Regions from separate parts of the Mus musculus genome. Here region 1 is linked to region 2. The links are chromatin contacts, called in public Hi-C maps. All regions are on one chromosome and are shown on one strand. The core of a region is the stretch at or near the end of the contact, and the rest is flanking DNA. Distances in the headings are between cores, read along the strand shown. Region 1 overlaps Ssh1 (slingshot protein phosphatase 1). Region 2 has its middle 6.7 kb from the start of Aym1.

Region 1 (6,318 bases), core at 303-2,802, 590 kb after region 2:
CGCTCCTGGAAACCGCTAATCAGAGCCCAAACAATAGTTGTTTTTTACAAGCCAGCTCCCGGGAGGCTGGCTGCCAGTTGTGGGAGCTCCTGCCAGGCCTGGCCCGCGTCGTCTGCCAGCCTGTGTCTAGGTGCTCTCTCACCTTGCATCCAGGATGCCTTCGTACTCAGACAGCTGCCTCATAAAGCCTGCGTTGGGCCGAGTGATACTACGTTTCTGCTTCACGTAGTTATACGCTTTCTCCAGGGGCCAGCCGAACTCCTTCATGGCGTAGGCAATGACTGTGGACGCAGATCGGCTGACGCCCATCTTGCAATGGACCAGGCACTTGGAATGATTCCTTCTGTGGGGATTGAGAGTAAGGATTAATAGTCCCACCCCCCTGTTACCTCACGGCTCCAACCCTTCTCTGTCTTAGGTCTAACACACCTTCTACAGGAAATATCTTTGCCATGAGATCTACTAGCACACAATGGGAGAACAGATGAATCTGCATGGCCTGGCCCAGCTTTCCAATGCGTGCTGCAGGAAACCCAGAATCTCCTCTGTTGCCACCGGGATAGGTGAGGCTACCTACAGTGGCCTCCTGGGCAGCTCCTGGACAGTTAATGGGAGTTCTACAAAAGCCACTGAGCTTTGACAGCAGATGGAGGCCCTGAATGAGCTATTGTCGGGAACCAGGGCCAGCCAGAGAGACGAAAACGCTGCGCCCTGGGGAGAGAGAGCGAGCCTGGAGGCATGAGAGCAATCTGGCCAAGAGAGATCAGAGCCAGGGGGAAGATGGAGCCGATCTGCCACTTTTAAGAAGGCTGTGCTGGCCCAGGCGCAGCTGATTTACGAGATACACAAGGAACAGTGACCCTCTCCTTGCTGGGAAGGTGAAGGCATGCCAGGCTGGCAGAGGCTGCAGCCGGGAAGCTAGGGTGGGGCCTGGCAAGCTCCTGTTTCCTATACCAGGTTTACAATTCCAGCCCCCGCTCCCCTACCCCCTACTTCGCAGCTCTAAACTCACAGGCAAGGAGTCTGTGCTCTGGAAAAGCAAGAAAAAGTAGGGTTTGGTAAGGATACACCTTGTAGCTTTGACTGGGAGGTTTCTAAGTAAGAAGGTTTTTCTCCACAGCGCGGGAGTGGGAGTTGGGGAAAGGGGGTGGGCAGAGTCTTTGCTTTGAACGCCAATACAACAGCTGCTCCAAAGGAGAGTAAGGAGGGGCCCCAGGGCTGCCCTGTTCTACCCCATGGAACTACCCCAGGAGAGGATACAGCCTGCATTCCTTGGGGGAACTGTCCAAGAGCCCTAAGACCAGCATATACCGGCCCTTTCCTGGAGAGAGCGCCCCATTGGCTTTTGGGTATTGAAGCCTGGCTGGTGTCTGCACTGATGCTGAACACTGGATTCAATGTCACACTCAAGGGCAGGTGGAAGAGAACGTGAGGGCGCCCTATGGAGAGGGCTGATTGCTACTTGCCCACTTTAGTGCCTGGTGTTCTGTAGCTAAAACAAAGGTCCACCAGACAGTCCTACCTCCCCTAAGATCCTGTCTGCCCACTTCCACTGCGAGGTTAGCTTCCTTATCTGGCCCGCCACTCATTCCTGCCGCTGCCGTCCCTCCCAAGGCCGCCTTCCCACACACTTACTTCGCTTTGTTTATGAAATGATAAGCTTCATTCCAGTGGGCAAGAAGGTCTGTGGTCTCCTCATCGTACACGCGGATGTTATGGTACGCAAACAAGCCGGGGAAAAAATTGTCTATTTCTCTAGTGACATTTAAAATGTAGTCAACTCTGAAAAAGAAGCAAAGGGCCCAGAGAGCCAGCCAGAATGAGGAACAGGGAAAACAAAGTAACAAAAACCTGCGGACAGAAAGTCAAAGGATGTGCAGACCACAAGGCATGGCTTTGGGAGAGAGGTTTGTTTGTTTTTTTATTTTTGCTTAGTGGTCATTTTTGCAGGAGTTTTATTCATAGGACAAGAATGTCTTACTCGAAAATAACCCATGTCATATCAAAACCCCCTTACTTATTAATACATTCAAGACCAGCTTGGGTTATAGAGCAAGATACTGTCTTAAAAACCAAACCTCTGCTCTTAAAAGAGTTAAAAGGCAGACTGTGCCTTCTGTAACTCTTGTCCTATTTGAGAGCATCTGCTAACCCAGACTCCACAGCCTCCACCCTTAACCAGTACACTCATTTCCTGAAAACCAAAACAATTTTGGTAACTGGAAAGGGTCTCAAATAGCTTTCACCCTAAGTAACAACATCTCAAGAGAGTTCCCTGAATCATGCATTTATTCCCAGTAAGACGAAAGCGTGAGGTCTGACCGCACGCTGGCCAGGCACTCTGCTGGGGGGGTGGGGGGTGGTGGTGGATACCTCTGACCGGAAGTTCTAAGGATATACTTTTAAGCTCTGTTTAGTCTCAGTTTTCAACTGCAGTTGGTTCAAGAAGGCCAGCTTATCAGACCACAGAACGGTGGTTTTGTGACAGCTTCCTTGAAGGGCTTAGCTCAAAGGTTCACTCCTGCTACTGAGCACTTCTCAGAGACAGGCAAGTTCCTGCCCAGCGATGACTGTTCGGTCACGAGAAGATTCCCACCAAGAACCAAAGGATTACCAGGGGTGGCTCAGTTCTCAGAGTTGCTGACTCGATACAAGGCCAACAGGGGTGTGTGTGTGTGTGTGTGTCCATGCAATGGTTTGTTACAGTAACTCTCCAACAATGGTTTTCGGCAATTCTTCTGGGGAGTGGGGCTGTGGGAAGGAGCTCAGAGCCTGCCTAGGGCCAGGCTGTCCTACATTCCCCGGTGTGACTCAGCTGCTCCAAGACCCCCACAATCACCTAAGACTCCAGGAAGGATCTACAAATCATGGGTTACTGTGTGTAGTACTCTGAAGCACATGAGCCCCTCCAGCCACTGCAGAGACCGGACAGAGGCCATGAGGCGGGCAGGCCAAGGCAGTGGCTACCTACGCTGCCTGGAGAGATGGGGAAGACGGGAGCAGACTTACCCTGAGCCCTGCAGCTCCTCCAGATTGGATGCATTCCACTCGGAGCCCTGGGGGACAGATCATACAAAGCTCTGTGAGTGTTCACACTCCAGTCTCAGAGCTGCTTTCGGCACAGATGGGGGACGTGACAGTGGGGCCTCAGCCTCAGAGCAGAAGGAAGGATGGAAAAGAACCAGGAGAGGGAGAGGAAGGAGTCTAAGCAGGTTCCTGAGGCCCTTGGGCATCACTGAGGGTGACAGAGAGGAAACAGAGCCTTGTTGATCCCCCAACTTCAGAGACGTTTGCGTCATGTCCCCCAGTCTTCTTATTCTGCCATGGGCATAGCCCACTGTGTCGTCCTCACCATTAGATACAGAAGGAACCCTGGGTCCCTTTCCTGGTAGGTATTTGATACTTTAAAAGTTCCCAGAGAAACCCTGTCTCAAAAAATAAATAAATAAAAATAAAAATAAAAAGTTCCCACCCTCTGACGCGGTAATTATGAATTTCAAACAGTGCTCCCAGGAACTAGTAACACAAATGACCACAGATCCCAATGATGGGCACTTCAAAATAAACCATCCCACTACACAGGAGGCAGAGGCAAGAAGATTGCCATGAGTAAAATAATCATCACGGTGGTGCAAGTAGGCGACACTCAAAGAAAAAACCAAGACAAACAAACAAACAAACAAACCAGAGAGACAAAGTCTACTTGGAACAGCACAGGCGCAGCCTCCTCTTTCTACACAGGCATCAGAGAAAGCCAGTGTGGGGCCCACGTTCCAATTCTAGCCCTATAAGAAACTGAACAACAGGGGCTGGAGAGATGGCTCAGTGGGTAAGAGCACTGACTGCTCTTCCGAAGGTCCTGAGTTCAAATCCCAACAACCACATAGCGGCTTACAACCATCTGGTGCCCTCTTCTGGTGCATCTGAAGACAGCTACAGTGTACTTATGTATAATAATAAAAGAAGAAAAAAAAAACTGAACAACAAACTAACAGCAAAATGCTGTGGGTGACAACCTCCCTGTGGGAGCTGGAAATATTTTTTTTCTCCTTTAAAATGATTTGTTTCTAAGTCTGTAGCTGTCTGACTGGATACATGGATACACTGTATCATTAAAAACGTCTCTATTTCTAGTCAAGGAGCACCGAATAGAAACACAAACAGCAACCAGGGATGCTCTTGAAAATGCAGCCACCTCAGTCCTGGCAAGGCCATCCCTGTCTCCATATCTCCGTCTCCTTGCCTGCCAACTTCCTCTCCCGAGCTTCCCAGGTCATCTGGGGCTCAGGGTTTGATCATCAAGCAACGTGAGCTGGATTTTCACATCTCAGGGGCAGCCTCGTGCATAAAATTCCTTTACTATCACTCATGGAAAGACTTCACAAGCGCCACAAAGGCTGTGAGTCCTTTGGCTGTGACCGCCACCTAGTGGACAGAGTGGAGGAGGCGGCTTTTCACTGTTCTCAGGGAGGCCAGCCAGCACACACATACCCTCTCTGCCTTTTCAAGTTATTCAAACCCAGACTCTCACATCTCAGTGGATATAGCCTGAGACCTGTACATGCAGGGAGAGTCACATAAAAACAAGAACATAAAAATCTATACATTCAATGCTCAGGAGGCAGAGGCAGAGGATCACAAACTCTAGGCTAGCCTGAGCTACAGAGTGAGCTTGTCTCAAAACCTACTTAAAGCACACACACACACGTGTGTGTGTATGTATACATATGTATGTATGTATGTATGTATGTATACACAAACATCTATTTATGAAGACTGAAGTTTCCCCTCAGTGGCTAACGCCATCGTCCTTCAATTCCCGTAAGGAGACACTTTCTCTTCTAGCCAGTTATGGCCCACAACCAGGCCTACAGAACCTGCGCTTGCAGGCTCCAGAATGCACTTCACTTAGTCATCCTAACCGCTCTATGAAGGAAGAGACAAGTTGACTCAGTAGAGTGGGAGGGCACAGGGCAGGAAGTTGGCCTTGATGTTTTGTTTTTGTTTTTGTTTTTTTTTTCCCTTTCTTCCTTTTTGTTTTTTCCAGACAGGGTTTCTCTGTGTAGCCCTGGCTGGCCTGGAACTCACTGGCCTTGAACTCAGAGATCCACCTGCCTCTGCCTTCCAAGTATGGGGATTAAAGGCATTCGCCACCACTGCCCTGCTTTGGCTGGGTCTTTCCATTCAACTTCATGATCTCCTAGCTAATTTTAGCAACCTGCTTGCCTCTGAAGATTGGCCAGTTGCCTTCTACGGATATTTACGGTCTGGAGACACCAAGCACAGGAGACGTGGGGGGAGGGGAAGAGTGCATCCTTCAGTGGGCTCAGAGAGGAACAAGTAAGCTACCTTTGTTTCTGGTAGGTGCTAAGGCACAGCCTCATCTGGGTTGTACGTGTCTCTGAGCATGGTCCCCAATCCAAGTCCCAAAATTAGGCCCCCAAACCCGGTCCCACTAGAGCTAGGCTTCTTACAAGATAAAGATGGTCAAAGATGAGGGAGGGCTTGTCCATCTGGCCCAGGATGAGCAGCATCTCGTTATCGATGAATTCCTTGAACTCCTTCAGGTTGCAGTTCATTTGCTTCTCCAGCTCATTTCGGATCTGTGGGCGGGACAGACAGGAGTGATGTGGGGTGGAGCCTATCAGAAGTGATCTGCTCCAACAGGAGCCCACTTCAGCACAGGCATGAAGCCACAGGGGGAACTGTGTGACTGGTTTACAAAAGAGTGTGAGTTTGTCCTCATTTTCTTTGGCCCAGGGTGATGCGTTTAGACACGGGTAGCACATCTGTGTGGGTTTCCGGAGTTCAGTCACTCCACCTCCAACTTAACCCAGCAGGAGGAAGTCCGTTGTCCTCAACAAAGAAATCTGTTTTTTCCTAAGGTTTTTTTTTTTTTTTTTCTATCGAGTTTAAAACACAGGTTTACAATTAAGCACCAAATATACTGCAGTGAGAAGGTAAAGTCGCTCCCCTGTAGGAGAAGGCACCACAGCGTGATTTTTAAAAAAGTACTAACCAGTGAAAGACCTGGAAGATTTAAGGCTGAGGTAGGAATTTGAGTTTGAGGTCAGCCTGGGGGGCCACAAGGTGAGTTCCAGGTCAGTATGAACTATAGAGGAAGACCCCGACTCAAAAATACCCCACACTAACAAACAACAAATAAATGGGCATTTCTCATGTTGCCACATTCCCAGCCCCAGTTAAGTATATAAATAAATAAATATAAACCAAAAACTATATATTTTTAAGATTTTTGTTTTATAAGGCAGGGTCTCACAATGGTAGCCCTGGCTAGCCTGGAACTCAATATGTAGA
Region 2 (6,490 bases), core at 883-3,382:
TGCCTTTCCTTGATGACCTTCTGGTCCCACACTGGCCTTGAAATATAGCTATCAATATGTAGCCCACCACACATTCTGTTTTAGCTGAGATAAACGTCCAATTCCTAGAAACTGGGTATAAACTTTTTGAAGCGGCCATTCTGAATACCAAGATTTTTGTGAAGTAATAGTTGCAACAGCTCCTGTATCCACCAAACTGTCTATTTCAACCTCATTCTCTTGCAACTTTAATTTTGGCCTCGGATCATTAACAACTGTTTGCCAGAATGCGCATTTTCTAGGACTTCCAAACCCTCCTGATCGATTGTTCTCCAGGGAGCAGCCTTGCCTTGGATATAGACAAACAGTAACATCTGAGCAGTCCTATCACCTGTGTTAAAGCATATTTTTTTCATAAGCCATTATCTTCATTTCTACTTTGAAATTTTTCACCTATAATTCCTGGATGCACAATCAGTCCTTGGGAAGTCAAACTGCTCCTTCCTGAGACCATTCCTACTGTCCCTGAGGGCAAAGGACCATAAACTCCAGTAGTTATTTTACAAAACTGAATTGGGGGAGGGGTAGTGTAGGATGTTTATCTGTGACCGAGTCTAGAGCGGGGCTGCATTGTAGATCTGCAATGCTTAGTTGAGCCTTTTCTGCCTGCTTGTTACTTTCTGGCTGACGAGAGGCAAACAGCTTGTGCTTTCTGCTGTGTGGGGCTCCCATTTTGTTTCCTGATGGCAAGAAATTGCCTTGGGTCTCTTTTGGATCTACACTCATTGGTCCAGTGGCGACCCCTTGTCACATTGCCAGCTCACCCCCGGAAGCCTAGGCCTTCTTTACGATTCCTATTTAGAAAAACCATTGTCCTTGGAGATGTCTCATACACAATTTTGTTGTGAACTGTCATATACCCTGTAGTTAAAGCGCTGCACATTTTGAGATCTAGAGTCTTTAGCTATGGCTTGCCCAGTTATCAACAGCATTATATATGCTCGGACCAAGATAGGTCGTCTCCCCGATCCACTCTTCCCTGGGTGCCACCCTCGACCTTAATAGATTAATAACCTTTTTTTTTCATTCCGTATTTGCATTTTCAAATGCCTGGGTCTCAATTAGCACTTGGATCAGGGTCTGATATGGCTTTGCTCACAGCTGAACCTAATTTTTGTAAAACAACAACAAACAGTGAAAACTTGCCCTGAGCCTTGTATACTTTTTGTAATGGCTCAGCCAGTCTTTCAACCTTTTTACAATCAAAATAGCCCAGAGTGAGGAAAAGGAGAAAAGAACAACAACAAACAAACAAAAACAAACAAACTATCTGCTGCAGAAAACCATGTGGGAGTGTCCCAATCCGAAGCCTCCGCAAACACCTTGTGGGCTTTTTGAAACAAAGTATCCATCTCTTCTTTTCTTGCCTGTGTTAGTAACCAGTTCTCTTGGCTCTCAGTTTTGAGCCAAGCCCTTCTCCTAGCCATTCCTCCCTCAGTTCCCCAACATTGTGCTTAAACAGTCTCTTCTTCCAGTTTTCCCAATACCAGCAGCTCCAAACTATATACCAACTGTTGTAGCCTCTCTGCTCAGCTCAGCGACTCTGGGCTCCACTGTCTCCTTATGACATCTTCTGCATCAGTCCGCTGTACAGAGAGACTCCTCTGATGTCTGAGTGAGGGCCCCAACCTGGATACATACACACACACACACACTCACACACAGATATAAACGTATAGGCTGTTTCCATTTAGCTGAACAGTAGTGGTAGCTTCACCCCTGGGGCCTCTGAGTTCCTGGCTAGGTTTATAGTACCAGGTTTACCACAGTTTCCTCCTGTGGCCCAGGCCTTAAATTCAATCAAAGTGGTTGCTTGCTCCTACTGACTTCTGTGCAACCATTGTGTCCAGGGATGTCTCTTGCCTCATGCTCACTGTTGTGGTTCATAGGGTTGACAGTTGGCTGAGACTTGATGGTGACATTTTCCTTTCGCTAGCCAACACAGTCCCTTCCAGTCCTGTGGAAGCTGGCCTCGGCCAATGATTCATCTGTTAGGATTATTCTAATTTAGCTTTCCAACCCTCGGCCCTCAGCCAATCCCAGGTCTCCAGGACTTGTGTCTCCTCCTGTGCCACGGGAACATTGAACCTTGGACCAACCGCTCCCTGTTTCTCCAGATTGCAAGCCCTGGTCAGGACCATTCTATTCTCTACCACAAGGAACCCAGTGGCTTTAGATCCCAAACATGAGTCTGTGCAGCCGAGTGAGCTCAGCATCTCTGCACCACCTCAGCTCATCTGGCATGATGTGCTCAGGGCTCACAGACGCTGTGGAAAAGACAGAGCCCCTGCCTATAGCAATGAGTGTCACCTCAGCATTTGGGGCTAACGTGTTGGTTTTCATTCCCCATATACGGACATGAATTTTGAAAATCAGCCAGTATAGTGGCCTCTTATTCCACCTTTTCCTCAGAGGGCTCTCCTGTGATGTGGGTAAGGGTTTAGGGATGAGTGAGTCGCTGTGGCCATCAAGGCGAGTCACTATGCCTAAAAGAACCAAAGCCATTCGCCACTGCAACTGGGTGCCCAGGCAGATGTGGTGGTGTTCATGAGTGTTGGGAGTCTGAAGAAGTCAAATAAGATGCAAACATGACTGTGTCCCAGTAGCTCAAGCCAAGGCAATCTGCACATGGCGCGTCTCCAGGTAAGGAGATAAGTCTTACAATCAAACCAATAAATTACCAACAGATTCAAAGGCCAAGGGATCCCGAGGCTAAAGGAGAGGTGGCTGGGGTTGGGGTGCGGGGGGTGGCTGGAGAGATGGTTCAGCTGTTAAGAGCACTGACTGCTCTTCCAGCGGTCCTGAGTTCAATTCCCAGCAACCACATGGTGGTTCACAACCATCTGTAATGGAGTCTAATGTCCTCTTCTGGTGTGTCTGAAGACAGCTACAGTCTATAGAATAAAATATTTACAAAAAAAAAAAAAAAAAAAAACCAAAAAAAAAAAAAAAAAACAACCCAACCCTTAGGGAAGAGTTTTTTTTTAAATGTATATTAGACTCTCACTAATGATATATTGGACCCTGACAACAATACCTGCTGCTGGGAACGGCCGTAGATTCTCGTCCCATGTCAGCACTGGTCCTCTCCCAAAGCCTGGTCTCGTCCTGAGGGACCAGAACCAGGGGCCAGATCACAACTGAGGAGGGCAGGAACATAGGGCCAGAGAATCGCGATCTGAGAAGGCTGGGGGAGTGTCTGTGAGTGTGGCAGAACAACATCACACAAGAGCGTGGACAGATGGGAAAGGTGTCACTGCGGGTTCTGAACCCACAACCCCACCGCCACCACCACCACCACCACAACCAAGTGTCAGAAAAACAGTAGGTCAGGCAAGAACGCTGCACGGACAGTTCCAGTTCTCACTGGACATATTTCCCAGGAGGTGGACTCTTTCCAAAAACAAGAGATCAATGGCAAGTAAGGTAGAAAGGCTCTGGCTAGGCAGGGTGAGAGAAACTCGGGAGTGGACAGACTGAGGTCAGGATTGAGTCCTCGGGTGGAAGAAACTCTGTGAGGAGCACTCTTTACAGGAGAAGGGAGGTGAAATCTGATGGAGAATTGACCGAGTACCAGCAGGGAAACCCAAAACAACGGCAGGGAGAAAACATGAAGGCCCATCCCTCATAGTCTTTCTGCCAAGGAGATGATGCTGGGGCCTTGTTTCCTGAGAGCACACTGGGTGCTGACCAGAGCTGCGGAATCAGTGTATTCTTGGAAGACCTTGGGCTCCAGGGCAAAAGAATAAGCCGGGCTTCCACGATAAGAGAACGGAGGAGAGAGCGAAAGCAGAGCCTTCCCGATGGAAACGGAGCAGCGCACTGACGAGCCTCAGGGAGGGGCACAGGAAGTGTGGACTCCATACCAGCATGCTGGCTCGGAGGTGTGAAGGGCCGACATCTGAGTGGTCATAGGTGACCTTGGGTCATACTGCTGCCATGACGCCTTCCAGAGGGAGGGACAAACTGACTCCAGTCACTAAAGTCTCTAGAGCAACAGCCACATGAGACAGGTGACAAGTGTCCACTGGGCAGTTGTGTCTAGTAGAGACCCAGCATGGGACCTGAATCAAGGGAGTGATGGCAGGTGACTAAGGGGACATCCGTGCGATCCTCGAAGTTCTGCCTCTGCGTAAAGTTGTCCTACAATGTGCTTATGCTACAAGAAGATTTTGCTAGCAGCTGGTGGTAAGTGATTAATATTAACTACACATGAAAGAGCAAATGCATTCCCATGCAATATATACATTAAAATAGAAAAACCTAATGCATACACACCACACACAGGCACAAACAGACACCACACACAGACACAGACATATACCACACACATGCCACACACACCACACACACACACATACACACACCACATCATACCACACTACACCACACACATCACAAAATTAAATGGAAACCCAGCTGCAGAGGGCCTTCGGGGTGGACCTATCTGTGCTACAGCCTGCCAGTCTTATGCGGTGGCTGTTACACATCCATCCTGTGTGTGTGTACGATTTCAGATCACCATTTGTTCTTTGTGGCATCTGTCTGCCACCCGCATACTCTGCCCCCTCCTCTGGGACCACAGAAACTGAAGGTGCAGACCCGTGAGCTTAGCCATGTCTTTTCAAATACCTGTGTGGCATATGGCTTCTCGAAAGGGCTGTCAAGAACTCCCCAACCCGCTAAGGTGTTCTTCACCCTCCTTTAAGATGAAACAGAAAATGCAGAGACCCAGAAAGTGACCTCAAAAATTCAAAAGTCACTGGGAAAGAACTGGCTCTGGAGACGCCCATGAAGGTCAGAATGAAAAGGGTTCCAGGAGAGAGGAAATCTTAGCCCTGAAATATCCCTTATCCAATGTTGCAAACACAATCACACCCACACTGAAATGGAGTGTTTATTTAATGTCTAATGTGTGGCTGGTTTCCCTAAACATTTGTTTGTTTTTGTTTTTTTAAATACAGGTTTATTTCTTTGAGAATTTCATGTATTTACATAATTTCCACCTCTCCCCCCCTCCTCTGTTGTGTTCCCCTCACTCTTCAAATTCATGACCTCTTTTTTTTTTTTTCTTTTAAAATTGTCACACACAGACACACACAACCTACTGGGTCCATTCAGGATCGCTCCCATGCACACGTGTTTAGAGCTAGTTACAAGTGCACACTGCCACGAGCTGTTCCACGAGCTCTGGATAGCCAACTCGGCTCTCCATACTCACACAGAAGGCTTTACCAATGGAGCCACAGCTGCCTTCATGGCCTCTCTTGGTGGCTTTGCACCCGCATCCCAGCCTTAAAACATCCTCAACGTCACAGGGACGTCCACTTCCCATTCCGACCACTAGATGTCACTATGTACCCGGCCATGACATCTCGCTTCCCGGTTCCTCGAAGCCCGCAAGTTCTGGTGCGTCCCGCCCTTCCCAGAGGATGGGCCAGAGAAGGAGCCTCTTCTCTGGGTTCTCACACGGTGGTGGCACGGTAACTCCGCAGCCAACTCTCAGGATGCGCATGGCTCTTTCACTGATCGTCTCTGACAGCTCCTACCCCGTGTGTAAAACAAAAAACCCCACAACATTAATACTCTTTGGGTGTTTGTCCAATGAGAGTGATGTTCCCTGTTGAAACCTGCAGGAACCCCCACAAAAGCCAGTGTGTGTACTCCGAGCGTGTGTAACCCCAGCACTCAGACTCCTTGGAAGCGTGATAGCCAGCTAGCCTGGCATATAAGGTGGCAAAACTGACACCAGGGCCTCAAAAGACAGTGGCACTGACACCCAAGACCGTCCTTTGACCTCCACACATGTGCTGTGGCATATGCATGCCAGGACTCATGCAACATCACACACATATCTTGTGCACACAGCGCTCAAACACACACTCTCACACACACGTACACATGCAAACACGTGTTTTTGTTTTTGTTTTTTTCCGGAAAATGACTGGGATGACCCACAGTACACACGTAGGCAGGGGTTGTTCAATCAGACATAAGGTTTTACGAGACTCCAAATGCCTGAGATGCCCAATTATCCTGCTGCCTAGAGATGTGGCTGTTTACTGAGCTGCCTTTACATGCTGGGCACACAACAGACAAAGCCCGGAGAACACAGAGGCTTCTGAAGCACGTGAGGTAGAATTTTCCTCTAGGCCATCACTCCTGAGACCACTGGACCCGGGAAGGCTGACAGTAGTCCTCAGACGCCCACACTCCAGCCATGTTCGCGTGACCATCGCTGACTCTGCTAGCACACGTCTAGGTAGCCACGTTGGTGGGAATTTTGTTGTCAGCAACACAGCATTTAGCCAGGTACAGTGACACAGTCCTGCTGACCCAACACTGGAGAGTGTGAAGGAGGGGAGTCAGAAGTCCACAGCCAACCTGGCTTGTAACAAGTCATTTTTCCTCAAAATAATCTCTGAGTCACTCACAGTGCACACACATTGTA

What was found. A called contact is a pair of places that touch in the nucleus more often than the background predicts.
Region 1: a Hi-C map of cerebellar granule neurons shows a contact between it and region 2, with 2.8 times the contacts expected there. The contact joins two enhancer-like sites. A contact is called at or near these places in 2 of 15 datasets of contacts at CTCF or cohesin (large pre-B cells and pro-B cells), 39 of 484 Hi-C or Micro-C datasets (the 63-12 cell line, B cells, the N1E-115 cell line and 21 more), 2 of 115 datasets of contacts at active chromatin or transcription factors (astrocytes and embryonic basal ganglia) and 1 of 9 other capture datasets (embryonic stem cells).

What each region holds. Positions count from the first base shown.
Region 1 is chr5:113,950,244-113,956,561 of GRCm38.p6, forward strand. It overlaps Ssh1 (slingshot protein phosphatase 1), which reads right to left. Exons shown (of 15, transcript NM_198109.5): 10 at 5,475-5,603; 11 at 3,010-3,056; 12 at 1,636-1,782; 13 at 143-343. Among named protein-coding and RNA genes, the nearest start is that of Gm52826, 22 kb to the right of the region's middle. Within about 2 kb of position 1,553, at least 82 of the 459 cell types and tissues checked have an H3K27ac peak or open chromatin away from gene starts, as enhancers often do. A contact at or near this core is called in cerebellar granule neurons and cerebellum, where this site is marked.
Region 2 is chr5:113,360,714-113,367,203 of GRCm38.p6, forward strand. No RefSeq gene overlaps it. Among named protein-coding and RNA genes, the nearest start is that of Aym1, 6.7 kb to the left of the region's middle. Within about 2 kb of position 2,133, at least 9 of the 459 cell types and tissues checked have an H3K27ac peak or open chromatin away from gene starts, as enhancers often do. A contact at or near this core is called in cerebellar granule neurons and cerebellum, where this site is marked.